Regions from separate parts of the Sus scrofa genome. Here all the other regions are linked to region 1. The links are chromatin contacts, called in public HiChIP or PLAC-seq maps. All regions are on one chromosome and are shown on one strand. Each heading gives the region's core, a stretch centred on a gene start, on an enhancer-like site or on the middle of the called end of the contact. The rest is flanking DNA. Distances are from core to core; before and after follow the strand shown. Region 1 has its middle 19 kb from the start of EXTL3. Region 2 overlaps INTS9 (integrator complex subunit 9). Region 3 overlaps EXTL3 (exostosin-like 3).

What was found. HiChIP or PLAC-seq counts read pairs in DNA pulled down with a chosen protein or histone mark.
Region 2: a contact with region 1 is called in an H3K27ac HiChIP or PLAC-seq map of alveolar macrophages. The contact joins two enhancer-like sites. A contact is called at or near these places in 9 of 47 Hi-C or Micro-C datasets (blood, brain, embryonic fibroblasts and 4 more) and 1 of 2 datasets of contacts at active chromatin or transcription factors (alveolar macrophages).
Region 3: an H3K27ac HiChIP or PLAC-seq map of alveolar macrophages shows a contact between it and region 1. The contact joins two enhancer-like sites. A contact is called at or near these places in 2 of 47 Hi-C or Micro-C datasets (embryonic fibroblasts and subcutaneous adipose tissue) and 1 of 2 datasets of contacts at active chromatin or transcription factors (alveolar macrophages).

Annotation. Positions count from the first base shown.
Region 1 is chr14:12,416,292-12,420,984 of Sscrofa11.1, forward strand. No RefSeq gene overlaps it. Among named protein-coding and RNA genes, the nearest start is that of EXTL3, 19 kb to the right of the region's middle. Within about 2 kb of position 2,265, at least 7 of the 83 cell types and tissues checked have an H3K27ac peak or open chromatin away from gene starts, as enhancers often do. A contact at or near this core is called in alveolar macrophages, where this site is marked.
Region 2 is chr14:12,592,582-12,597,274 of Sscrofa11.1, forward strand. INTS9 (integrator complex subunit 9) reads right to left here. Exons shown (of 17, transcript XM_001928998.7): 12 at 1,635-1,806. Among named protein-coding and RNA genes, the nearest start is that of INTS9, 98 kb to the right of the region's middle. Within about 2 kb of position 2,095, at least 1 of the 83 cell types and tissues checked has an H3K27ac peak or open chromatin away from gene starts, as enhancers often do. A contact at or near this core is called in alveolar macrophages, where this site is marked.
Region 3 is chr14:12,546,819-12,551,511 of Sscrofa11.1, forward strand. All of the region lies in intron 6 of EXTL3 (exostosin-like 3), which reads left to right. Among named protein-coding and RNA genes, the nearest start is that of EXTL3, 110 kb to the left of the region's middle. Within about 2 kb of position 2,788, at least 1 of the 83 cell types and tissues checked has an H3K27ac peak or open chromatin away from gene starts, as enhancers often do. A contact at or near this core is called in alveolar macrophages, where this site is marked.

The DNA of each region.
Region 1 (4,693 bases), core at 1,015-3,514:
ATATGTGTAATCTTAAAAAAGTGATACAAATAAACTTATTTACAAAACAGAAATAGACTCACAGACATAGAAAACAAATATAGTTACCAAAGGGGAAGGAGGGGGAGGGATATATTAGGAATTTTGGAATTAATATATACACACTACTGGGAGTTCCCTTTGTGGCTCACTGGTTAATGAATCCGACTAGGAACCATGAGGTTGTGGGTTCGATCCCTGGCCTTGTTCAGTGGGTTGGGGATCCGGAGTTGCCATGAGCTGTGGTATAGGTCACAGAAGCAGCTTGGATCTGGCGTTGCTATGGCTCTGGCATAGGCCAGCAGCAACAGCTCCGATTAGACCCCTAGCCTGGAAACCTCCATATGCTGCAGGTTCAGCCCTGAAAAAGACAAAAAAAAAAAAAAAAAAAAAAAAAAAAAAGAGAGAGAGAGAAAATATATATACACTACTATATGCAAAATAGATAACCAACAAGGACCTACTCATAGCACAGGGAACTATACTCAGTATTTTGTAATAACCTATAATGGAAGGGAATGTAAAGAAAAAGAAATATATGTTTTATATAATATATATATAATATACAATATATATATAACTGAATCACCTGAAACTAACACAACATTGTAAGTCAACTGCATTTAAATAAAATTTTTTTTTCTCTTTTTGTCTCTTTAGGGCTGCACCCTTGGCATATGGAGGTTCCCAGGCCAGGGGTCCAATCAGAGCAGTAGTTGCCAGGCTATGCCACAGGCCCAGGAATGCCAGATCCAAGCCGTGTCTGCAGCCTACACCACAGCTCATGGCAACACTGGATCCTTAACCTGAATCATTTGAGTGGGGCCAGGGATCAAACCTGTGTCCTCATGGATGCTAGTCAGATTTGTTTCCACTGAGCCACAATGGGGACACCCAATAATTCTTTTTAAGTGCTTAGCATAATAGTCTAGCGTATAGTGAGCATGATTGTGAAAATGTGGCACGCTTAGGTTGCACTTGTGCTTTGTTCCTAGGTAACTTGCGAAACTGACATCCATCTGGGGATGGGAATGTTTCTGAAGATGAACAGCCATGATGGCATTTTAGGCCACATCAAGATGCTACTTCATCAAAGCAGCTTCACCAAACTGTCACAAACCTAAGCAAAGAGGTAGTTATTGAGAGCCCAGGAGCTGAGAACCAAGTCAGTCCTGCCCACACGAACTGGTTTATTTTGATTTCCTTCCAGTGGTCTGAGGAAATAAACTTACCAACTCATCTTTTTTTTTTTTTTTTTCCTTTTTGTCCACCCCCACTGGCATGCAGAAGTTCCAGGGCCAGGCCTCAAACCTGTGCTCCAGCAGCCACCCTGGCCACAGCAGTGATGCCAGGTCCCTAACCCACTGCACCACCAGGGAACTCCCCAACTCATCTTTTTTTTTTTTTTTTTTTTTGTCTTTTTGCCATTTCTTGGGCTGCTCTCCCAGCATGTGGAGGTTCCCAGGCTAGGGGTCGAATCAGAGCTGTAGCTGCCGGCCTACACCGCAGCCACAGCAACGCGGGATCCGAGCCGCATCTGCAACCTACACCACAGCTCACTGCAATGCTGGATCCTTAACCCACTGAGCAAGGCCAGGGATCAAACCCGAAACCTCATGGTTCTTAGTTGGATTCGTTAACCACCGCGCCATGACAGGAACTCCCCAACTCATCTTTTTTAATGGTGGTGGCATGAGCGTGGAGTGGGATGGAAATGGAAAAGAACCAACCTTCCCTGAGCTGATCTACCGCCTGCCAGGCACTGCATCTCATTTAACCCTCCAAACAGACGTGGGTGGTAGGTATTATCATTCCTAATTGTTAAGATTTGGGAACTGAGAATCAGGTTAAATGGTATGATTTTTTCCATGTTCCTATGGTGAATTTTCTAAACGGTCCCACACTAACTCCCTGCAGAGCTGAGTCAAAGGTGGGGCGGATAGTAGTTGCACAAACATCAACCTCTGAAGAGTGCCCATACCTTGCTGGAAACGTAGTGAAGTGGAGAATGTTTTATTTCCAGCACTTTCTCTTGGGGAGAGTCGTGTAAAAAGCTGTAGACAATAGTAGATGGGCTGCTGGCAGTGGGGTAGAGTTATAAACTTTGGCTCCTCGTCGGCCTTCTGGAGTGTAGGGGAGGGTCTTGTTAATTCAGTGTTCGGGTGTCCAGAAGTGGATTGCACGGTTAGCGGAGTGCTTCGGGACAGCAGAGGAAAGGCGAGTCGATGCCACCAGAGGGCGTCCTTCCCTTCCTCTCCCTGCACCCCGACTCCACCTTGACCAGGCAGCTCTCGCCCCGCTTTCCAATACTGAATAGGCTGTTAAAGACCTCGGGTTGGAAGGCTAGTGGGTAGTCCAGCCCTGATTCCATTTTGTCTCTCCTGCCCGGTCTCCGTCCACATGCCTTTCAGGTCTCCAGCCTTTTCCTTTCTCCCTGCCCCCTCCCTCCATGCACACCCCCACCCATCCACTCTTCTCTCTGAGCATCATAAGCTCTCAATGAAGGAAATCTCTCGTCCCTGTTTTTCCACCACTAGGCACTTTGTCAGTAATTGTGCACATAAATTGAGGTCATTTAGAAATTTTATGTGACTTTCACCTTAAGTACATCTTTTCAGTCCTTAATAATAATGTTGCTGGAAATTGTTTTCCTCGGGGAGGGGGAAGGGAGAAAGGAAAGCAAGCCCACCACGGTATGACTCCAACAGGTTTGTTTTATAACTTTTAGATTAACAGCTAATTGAAAAATCAAATCTCCATGTGCTCATGTCCACGTGCGTCTAAATGAACGGAAAAGCTGTTTTGCAAAACAAAACCTAGCCGTTTCCAAATTCCTTTTTAAAATGAAATCATTCGGAATGCTGTAGAAAATCGTTAGCTGTTTCTCCCACTTGCTAGAGGAAAGACATGAGTGGGCAGATGGGGGAGAGAGGGAATTACACAGAGGGGGGGGGACAGGAAAAGAAGTAGGAAGATGAAGAAACAGTGGGAGGCGGGCACGGAGAATGATGCTAGGAGAAAAGGATGAAATAGGTGAGGAAGAGGGAAAGGAAGAGGAGAGGATTGATGGGTCCTCACCACGTGACCAAAGTGAATCACATCGGTAGAAGTTAAAGCCTGGGTGTTAGCGCTTTGAGTTTTCCTTGACCATGAGGTAGAGCGGGAGGGTGAAATCGGGGAAAGGAGTTACAGAGAAACTGCTAGTTCCACCATCTTTCTCAGGCATCTGTGTCTCTTCTCCATCCGCAGCCGAGGAAGCTGCTGAAGAAGGTCCGGATCCCCTCCCCTCACAAGGTGAGCGTGTTCCCATCTGCCTGGCTGTCTGCTTGCTTTGCACGTCTCCCCCACGTCATATGCTAACAGCACCCCCGTATGCCGTATGCCTGGCACAGACACACAAGGAGCAAGCTAAATTAGGATGCGGGGGAGAGGGACAGAGCACCGCTTGTTTTCTGTTCTGGAATGTGTGGTAATTCACCGGTTACCGAATTACTTTTTAACTTTAATATATTTTCGTACTTTTAGATTGAGGTTTAGGTATAACTTATGAAGAGTAAATTGCATCAGTCAGAACTTTTTACATGTATTTTAGGGCCGTGTAACCACAAACCAAGTTGAGATGTAGGATGTTTCCGCCCCCTCCCAATCAGTATCTCCCCAAAGGTAAGAACTTCCAGATTCTATCACTGTATATTAGCCTTGCTTGTTTGATGTGTACACACAGAGAGATAGATGATAGACAGATAAATAGATAGGTAGATATTTGTGTGTTTGGCTTCTTTCTCTCAGATTCAATCCCTGGCCCAGGAACTTACATATGTTACAGGTGTGGCCATTAAAAAAAAAAAAAAAAAAAAAAACTAGAAATAACCAAATGCTCATCAACAGCAAAATGGATAGATTGTGATATATTCACACAGTGGAATGGTCATGTATATCAAATTTAACATCACCAACAGGCACAGACCATGTCTTAGTTACTTTAAGATGTACCATTAGGAGTTCCCGTTGTGGTGCAGCAGGTTAAAAACCCACTAGTATCCTTGAAGGTGTGGGTTCGATCCCTGGCATCACTCATTGGGTTAAGGATCGGGGCCGTGGTGTAGGTTGCAGACATAGCTCAGATGTGGCATTGTTGTGGCCATGGCGTAGGCTGGCTGCTGCAGCTCCAGTTCAACCCCTAGCCTGGGAGCTTCCATATACCATAGGTGTGGCCCTAAAAAAGAAAAGAAAAGAAAAGAAAATGTATGTTTATGAAAACAGTTTACTTTTTATATGCTGATTTTTATATTTTTTTCATTATAGCTGGTTTACAGTGTTCTGTCAATTTTCTACTGTACAGCATGGTGACCCAGTTACACAAACATGTATGTATAGATTCTTTTTTCTCACATTATCATGCTCCATCATAAGTGACTAGATATAGTTTCCAGTGCTACACAGCAGGATCTCATTGCTTCTCCGTTCCAAACGCAGCAGTCTGCCTCTATTAACCCCAGGTTCCCAATCCATCCCGCTCCCTCCCCTTCCCCTTGGCAACCACAAGTCTGTTCTCCAAGTCCATGATTTTTTCTGTGGAAAGTTTCATTTATTTTAGAGATTACATCCTAGAACAACTTTAGAAGCACGTATTCAAGTAAAATCGGACATTTTCTTCATTGACCTAAAATCTTCA
Region 2 (4,693 bases), core at 845-3,344, 180 kb after region 1:
GATATTAGTCGGATTTGTTTCTACTGCGCCACAAAGGGGACTCCCCAGGAGCTGCTCTTCTGAACGTTCCCACACTCATGGCCAGGCCATGGTGTCCCCCTACTAGACATAAATAACCTCACACAGTGCTGACCTCAGATATAGCCACTCAGTGACAATGACGGATTAAAAATAAGAGCCCTCCACGATCATGCCTGAATGCAAAACCACAACACTGTCTAAACCGCAAAACAAGCAAACACTACCCTATCCTGGCTCCGTTCTTCTTGCCTCTTGGATAAGAATCATTAAGATATCCAAGCAGAGGAGCTCCCGTCATGGCACAGTGGTTAAAGAATCCCACTAGGAACCATGAGGTTGCGGGTTCGATTCTTGACCTCGCTCAGTGGGTTAAGGATTCGGTGTGGCCGTGAGCTCTGGCGTAGCTCTGATTGGACCCTAGCCTGGGAACCTCCATATGCCGCAGGTGCAGCCCTAGACAAGACAAAAACAAAACAAAACAAAACAAACAAAAAAAGATATCCAAGTAGAGAACTGCATCCTGATGGCCCGCAACTCAGACAATGAACTGTTTCAAAAATCACCTAACACGAGGCTCAAACCCATAAGAAGCTCTTTTGAACCTGCCCTGGGGATGTCTCCCACTTCTCCAAAGCCACCTCACCATAATGAGTCAGTTAGGGTGTGTTTCTGGTGGCCAGGAAGCTTTGGGCATAACCAGACTCTCCTCCATCACTCACATCTCAAGAGTAATTAAAAACTCTAAAAAGGCAACTGGTACTCTCTCAACAGCCTTTTGTGCCAGGCACTGTAAACAGTGCTTCCCTGCAATGTTCCACTAGATGCACAAAGCTGCCCAAAGAGAGATGTGCCGACAATTCCAGTTTGCAGCAGTGAGGAAACTAGGGCTCAGAGACATGAGTAACCAGGCTTAGGGTACAGTAACTTGGAACAGATTTTACATCAAGGTGTTTTTTTGTTTGTCTGTTTGTTTATTTTTGGGCCGCACTCGCAACACGCGGATGTTCCAGGGCCAGGATCAAACCCACACCACAGCAGCACCTCGAGCCTGGTCCCTCACTTGCTGTGCCACAAAAGAACTCCTAGATCAAGGTTTTTTACTTCATTGCTCATGAGAATTTCAAATCCCAAGGCTGAAGACCTTGAACTGACAAACCAAGAGAGTGATTAAGTAAAATCCCTAACTTGCCCTCATTAAAGGATGAGTGTTATTCTGAGGGATTCATCTCCGTAAGAAAAACTGTAAGCCAGAGTAAACTGTAACCAAAGGAAGTAGTTCCAAAAGGATAAAACAAGGCTGGTTACTAAATCGCTGTAGGTCTCAGACAGCTTACAAAATCCTATCAAAAGCAGTTCTAGACCAGAAATCTCTCTATAAAAACAGATGTGAACGTTCCGTCCAGCGTGCAGTGATCTAATAACAGAGCGTCTTGCTTGGCTCTTACCCTTTCCCTTCTGGTCTTCTTATCCTTTGGTATTTATGACAGAGGTGTTCATATTTACATTTTACCATCAAAATCCTCCCAGGGTTTCTACCTGATAGGTACATCCTACCAGGTGTTCAGGGCCAGTCCCAGTGGAAAGGGCGGGGTCTTGTTTGTTGGTTTATTTACCTGTAAATATGACGGTGTTGAGACTGGATTTTCCCCAGAGTTCCATGAAATGGACCACATCCCCAAACCGGAGGGACGGGTGTCCTGTGAACACCACACATGGCTGTCTGAAGTCGTTGCTGAAGTCTCCGTGGATGCTGGGGTAGTGCTTCAGCTTGTTGGTCTGGATGAGCTGGAAGAAAACATGTACAAAAAGCACATGAAGAGTCAGCCTGCCTAGGAAGGGAAAACCAGAGTGTGGGAAAGTGAGTGGAAAAAATTAAAAGTACAAGAGAATTGCCAAAGATCCAAATTTCTTTACCTCCAACGTGATTTTCTCAAAAGATGCGACCTTTTGGTACAAATACCATACTTAATGGAGACTTAAAAAAATTTTTTTTACAGCCACCGCTGGGGTACATGGAAGTTCCTGGCTTGCGGTCAGACTGGAGCTGCAGCTGCTGGCCTATGCCACAGCTATGGCAACACTGGATCTGAGCTGCATTTGCAACTTATGCCACAGCTTGCAGCAATGCCAGATCCTTAACTCACTGAGCAAGGCCAGGAATCAAATCCACATCCTCAGAGAGACATTCCTGGGTCTCTCTAACCTCAGTGAGAACTTCCAAAATTGACATTCTTTTTATAAACTGACTGGACCAAATCATTACTTGCCCCAGTTAAATGGGCAAGTAGCCCACTAAGAGACTAGTTCTACTGTATCCATAGATGGCAAGGAAATGAATGGGATTCTAAGAAGAGCAGCAGGTCTTTGCACACAACTTAAGTCACTTTTTAGGCAAACTAAGATAAATTCATCATTTTTTTTTGCAGGGGTTGGGGGGGTAAATGCATCTACTTTTCCAGCTGACTCACTACCTTTAACTGTCCAGCATTACCTTTGTGCTGATTTAAGGTGCAAATCATATAACCAATGAAGCCATGAGGTAGGCATTCTGTATAGCAATGTTTTAGCAGCTCTAAGAGCAGAACCATATCTTATGAGCACCGGTCACATAATACTGACTCTCACCTCCATCACACCCTAATACTGACAAGTGAATTCCAGGAACCCTGATCAAGCAACTGTGGTCTTTCCATTTCCTAACTGTAATGGGAACAGAAGTCATCTGTGACATATATGTGGGTAAGAATGTGGTTAACGCCCTTAAAGAACAAGTTCTAAAGAACGGCTAATTGCTATTTGGGCAGAGGCAAAGAGACTTTTAGTGGCAAAGCCCACCACAAAGTATGTTTCGCTATATTTAATTTTCTAATATTACATTTCTAGCCTGAATTTCATGGTAGGAATGACAGAGCTTCCAAAAACCTTTTGCTACTGTAAGAGAGTATGAGGATGGCAAGTAACTCCTCAAAACCTTCCACTTGACATTCTGGTTCATGAAAGACCTGTCCCTCAGAATAGGAAAACAGTCAAATGTAAAAAAATTAGCAGAGTTCCCATCGTGGCTCAATGGTAACAAAGCCAATGAGTAGCCAGGAAGATGTGGGTTCTATCCCTGGCCTTGCTCAGTGGGTTAAGGATATGGTGCTGCTGTGAGCTACAGTGTAGGTCGCAGATGCAGTTTAGATCCTGTGTTGCTGTGGCTGCGGTGTAGGCTGGTAGCTACAGCTCTGATTTGACCCCTAGCCTGGGAACTTCCATGTGCCATGGGTGCGGCCCTAAAAAGACAAAAGATTAAAAAAAAAAAAATAGCAAGACATTTGTTGCAATTTACTTTTTTAAAAATTTAATTTATTCATTCATTAATTTTACTTTTTAGAGCCACACATGCAGCATATGGAAGTTCCCAGGCCAGGGGTCAAACTGGAGCTGCAGCTGCAGGCCCATGTCACAGCCACAGCAATGCCAGATCCGAGGCACATCTGCAACCTATACCACAGCTTGTGGCAATGCTGGATCCTTAACCCACTGAGTGAGGCCAGGGATTGAACCCATATCCACATGGATACTAGTCAGGTTCTCAACCCACTGAGTTACAGTGGGAACTCCTGTTGCAATTCACTCTTGAGCCAAATAGTTAAATGCATAACAAATAAATCAATGAATATATCCCTATACATAAATATCAGCACAGACATCCCAAACTTGCTGAAATTTCTATAAACTGGAAACTTCCATTTTCCCATATGCACATGAAGAAACAGTATCACTGGTTACTCAAATCCTCCTTTGTCCCCTTCTAGTGCTCCGACCGCCACTCCCAGGATAACCACTATCCTGGCCCAAGTATCACAGATGAGTGTGTGTTTGAACTTTCATATGAATAAAAATCACACCATATCTACTCTTTTATATTTGGCTTTTTTTTTTTTTACATTAGTGAAATTTGGTTAAATTTATCTACACTGTTGCATATACCTGGAGGTCCTTCGTTCTCTTTGATGTAAGATTTTCCTCTACAGGAATATACCACAAAATCCATTCACCTGTTGATGGGCATTTGGCTACATTTTAGCACAATTACCAAGAGGGCTATGAAGACTTCTGTGCAGGTTTCTGGGAGACACATCTGCCTTTCTATTTAGACAGATTTTAGAGATGGAACTGCTGAGGGACAGCAGAGTCACGATCCTAGGTTCAGCTTTAGCAGAGACTGTCAGTTTCCTAAAGTGGTTACACCAAATTAAACATCCTTTTAAAAAAATATAACAAAAAACTGGGAGTAACTCTTTTGTCCAATAGTAAGTTCATATGATATACTATGGAGTATTAGGCAGCAATAATAACAATGATACACAGAGAAAAAGGTCCATGACACACTGTTCAGTGAAAAAAACATTGGAAACAAAATTGGACACATACTCAGTCATATAAAAACACTCACTGGTTCTGTGAGGAAGGGGGAATTTTTCTTTTTCTAAACTGAAATACTGTTTTCATCATTAAAAATGTATACCCATGACAGACATAACTCAGTGAAAAGGACTGTGACAAGTAAATCTGTATGAAAAAATGTTAGCAGTAGATATTAGAATAAAATTCCTCACTTGGGAGTTCCCATTGTGGCAGAAACGAATCTGACTAGGACCCATGAGGCTGCAGGTTTGATCCCTGG
Region 3 (4,693 bases), core at 1,538-4,037, 130 kb after region 1:
TAGTAAAGGGGCACATATATTACTGTATTTCAGTATAATGTATTTCCCTTTATAATCTCAAGTGTTTGTTTTATGTATTTAAAAGCATTCTAGGAGTTCCCGTCGTGGCGCAGTGGTTAACGAATCCGACTAGGAACCATGAGGTTGCGGGTTCGATCCCTGCCCTTGCTCAGTGGGTTAACGATCTGGCGTTGCCGTGAGCTGTGGTGTAGGTTGCAGACGCGGCTCGGATCCCGAGTTGCTGTGGCTCTGGCGTAGGCCGGTGGCTACAGCTCCGATTCAACCCCTAGCCTAGGAACCTCCATATGCCGCGGGAGCGGCCCAAGAAATAGCAACAATAACAACAACAACAACAACAAAAAAGACAAAAGACAAAAAAAAAAAAGCATTCTAGGGAGAAGTCCACAGACTTCGCCAGATCACCAAGCCAGACTGAGGGTGGTATCCATGACAAAAAAATTTTAGAATTTCTGAGTTAAGGCGTGTAAAGCTCTGAGGGTAGTGCCTGGCACATAACTATTTTGTAAGGTCTTTACTCAAGAGGAGAAGTACCCTCAGAATTCTAGAGATTTGAATTCTGTTTTTGAGTTGCAAAATAGATTTGACCAGAAGAATATACTAATTTCATACTAAGTACACAGAAAGACCAGTTCCATTACCTTCTCTGTCACTGCTGCAGATTCAGGCAAGTGAAAGCTCTTGTGGTAAGGGTTAGGGTAGGGCTGGTAAAGGCCTTGTAACAATTAGTACTAAAGAATCTGTAATTGTAATGTATACATGTAAGGATAACTTGATCCCCTTGCTGTACAGTGGGAAAATTAAAAAAAAAAAAAAAAAGAATCTGTCGCTTCAAATTAATAGTATTTGGAGTTCTTGCTACTGCTCAAGGGGAGCTGCAGCATCTCTGCAGCACCAGGACGCAGGTTCGATCTCAGGTACAGTGGGTTAAAGGATCTGGCCTTGCTATAGCTGCGGCCTCGGTAGCAACTGTGTCTCGGATCTGATCCCTGGCCCTGGAACTCCATTTGCCGCAGATTGGCTAAAAAAAGAAAAAACAAAACAAAACAAAAAACCAAAACCAAATTAATAGAATTATGATTATGCTGTCACTATTTGTTATAGATTCACACCTGATATCTTTAGGTTATTGTCAAAAAGGCGTATTATTTAATTTTATAAAATAATAAATTTACCTGCATGGGTGTTATGAATGTTATGAGTAAATAATAATTGGGTGCATATTTCATTCTTCTTACATTTTGAAAGTAAGCTCTAGACTGAGTAACCACTAGCTTGTATTAATAATGATAAACTATATCTTAGTGGTAAGCAAGAGTGGTGTCCATGCAACAAAGCCTAACAGAGGAAAACAGAAAAGCTTTGGAGCCTTATGCATTCTTTATTCCCATTCCAACCTTTTCCCAAGTGTGGCTCAGGGTTATAACTTAACTCCTGATTTCCCCATGGTTTCTTTGATTTCTTAGCCTTCTGCTAAAGCCTCACAAAAGAATAATTAGCAAAATAATACACCAAATTGTGTGGGTTTAACTGTGAATGATAATGATATTTTTATATAAAAAAGCATGCTTTCCAGATACAGTGGTAGATCTGATACTAAACAATGAAAAGTACACTTCTTTGGAAACTTTAAGGTAGGGAGGCAAGAGTCTTAGAAATTAATGATGGGTACAATTTTCTATTTTTTATATATCCTTTCTTGTGTAGTCACGGACTGGACTTCAGCCAAGATACATACTTTCTGTTTATACCTCCCTAGTAGATCAGAAGACATTATCCATGAAAACTTAAAGTATCTGAGTAATTAGGTACCTAATAATACCATCAGTCACCTGAAGTACTCACAGACATGATGAATTTTTCATCATCATTGAAGTGTGTTTGTTATTATTAGGCCAGTGTTTCATTAGTTAAATGTCTCTTCAGTGTAGAGAGTAAGATGGAAATAATGTGTACATGGTATATACATCGTACAAATTTCCCAAGTGAAAACTTGAATAAGTATCCTCTGTGAATTTTCTTGATCTTTTGGAAATATAAGGAGAGTTCAAATCAAAATCAGGATGACTTTTTAAAATCAAAAGCTCAATAAATTGAGCCTATTTTCAAATTCTGAGTTAATTCCTTCAAATTGAGTCCATTTGTTTACTTCATATTATAGAACCAGTTTGAACTAATTATTTTCATTAATTTACCTACTTTTAGTATTATCAGATACATACTATTTTATGTAATAAAATAGTAATTATTTTTTGCTTTAAATACTTCAACTTTTCACTGTCCCTTCCCTTGTTATAATTAGGAAGGTATGACTGTTTTATATGATAGCAGTATTTTAATAGTGTTAATATCCTAACAGTATTGACTAAATAAACAACAGGGAGTTAATTTCATATTATTGTTTGAATAATGTACTGTTATCTTCTTGAGGAAGAGAAAAATACAGAATGTAAATAGGTTTCATACAGAATAAAGGATTAAAAAGTTACAAAGAGGAGTTCCCACTGTGGCGCAATGGGATCAGCATCTTGAGAGTGCTGGGTCACAGGTTCGATTCCTGGCCTGGCACAGTGGGTTAAGGCTCCAGCATTGCCACAGCTGCGGCTTAGGTCACAACTGTGGCTTGGCTCTGATCCCTGGCCTGGGAACTCCATATGCTGTGGTCAGCACCCCCCCCCCCGCCCCCGCAAAAGTCACCAAGAAAACATTGAGAAGATAGATAGCTTAGGGCATAAGGAAGCAGAGAGAGGATTCATAAGTAAGTGCCTTAATACTAATGTTGCGTAAGTTCTCAATATCTATTAGGGATTTTCCTTAGCATTACTGAGCATAACCTCTCTTAGTCCAACTGAGTTACCCGGAATGTTCCCATGTGAAATACTCATGATACTGCTTAAGTAAATGTTCACACTTCAGTTTATAGTATAGTTGTTACTTTATTCTTCTTAATTTTTGTATGTTTTATTATGTAAAGTATAAACATATATTTAACTACATACACTGGGGTTTGCAGTCTCAAAGTTTTTTACTGATGAGTTACATAATTAAAAATACTTATTTGGAAACTACTGCTTCAGTGAAAACAACAGTATAAAATAACTTCTTTGTGCCACAGTGGAGTCATTTGCAGGTTAGGGGGTGTTTCCCCCGGAGGTTGAGTGCTGGCATCCGAGATGAGGAAGATTTTTAGGTACAGGGAGAATACTTGATGTAGATGCTGTTTAATTAAATTGTTGACATCCGTCTCCTGCTTCTGTGAAAGCTGTGGGAAGAGTAGTAAGTCACTGGTTGTTGACTGTAAACCAAAAGGGCTCTACAGAGCTGCTGGTGAGCAGGAGGCAAAGAAGGGGACTGGTGGTTCTGTGAGGGTTATGACTTCCTCAGCGTTTTGGCTCTGAGGTGACTGTCCCTGGGAGCCCTGGCCTGTGATTATGATCCTTCCTCAATTTCAGCTCCAGAAATCTGGCTTCTTCTTCTTTTTTTTTTTTTTTTCTTTTCTTTTTTCTTTTTTTGTCTTTTTAGGGCCGCACCCTCGGCAAATGGAGGTTCCCAGTCTAGGGGTCGAATCAGAGCTGTAGCTGCTGGCCTACACCACAGTCATAGCAATGCTACATCTGACTTCTGCCTGCGGCCTGTACCACAGTTCACGGCAATGCTGGATCCTTAACCCACTGAATGAGGCTGGGGATCGAACTCCCATCCTCATGGGTACTAGTTGGATTTGTTTCTGCTGTGCCACGATGGGAACTCCTCCAAAGACTTGACTTTTGATGGCCGATATTGGCTGTATGTGATGATTGCTTTTTAGCCACAGTGAACATGATGGGCCATTCAATTTTTTTTTCTTAATTTATAATAATAAAAATAACTTTAAAATTATTCAGGAAAAGATAGTCATATTCATAAAGAAAAAAGAACAAGTAAATTTGAAAGACCTAAATAGAACAATTGGAAATGAAAATTATAGTTATTAAAATGAAAATCTCTGTGAATGGGATAAAAAGATAAGATATAGCTAAAGAAAAAAATTAATGATCTTGAAGGTAAATCTGAAGAAATTTCTGATGAAGTATTGAGTTATAAGGAGATGGAAAAATAAGAGCAGTTAAGAGACATGGAGGCTATAAGGAGAAAGTCTTAACACAAAATCAAGGATGGGCAATCTTGAAAAATATGAGAATTTCCAGACCATTGAAAGCATGAATACTACAGCAAACATTACACTTAATCATGAAAGATCCCCATTCAAGGAAGTTCCCCTGTGGTGCAGCAGGTTAAGAGTCCAGCATTGCCAGAGCTGTGCACAGGTTACAAATGCAGCACGAATTGATCTCTGGCCCAGGAACCTCTACATGTCACGAGTGTGTATGTAGAGGTTTCTGGGGGGAAAAAAGTTAAAGAAGATCCTCATTCAAGTCCATAGTAAGATAAGGTTAAATAAATGGAAATAGAGACCACATCCACATTCATATCATCAAGATACTGGTTTTCCCCAAATCAAAATGTCAGTGTTATTCTAATCAAAATCCTGTTAAGATACTTGATTTGGTTTAATTTGGTTTGGAACTTGACAGACAGATCCTCAAATTTGTATTAAAAGGTAAAAGACGAGAAAAGCCAAGACGCTAGTGAAGAAGATGGGAACTTGCCTCATCAGAAATCATGACAGAGTCAT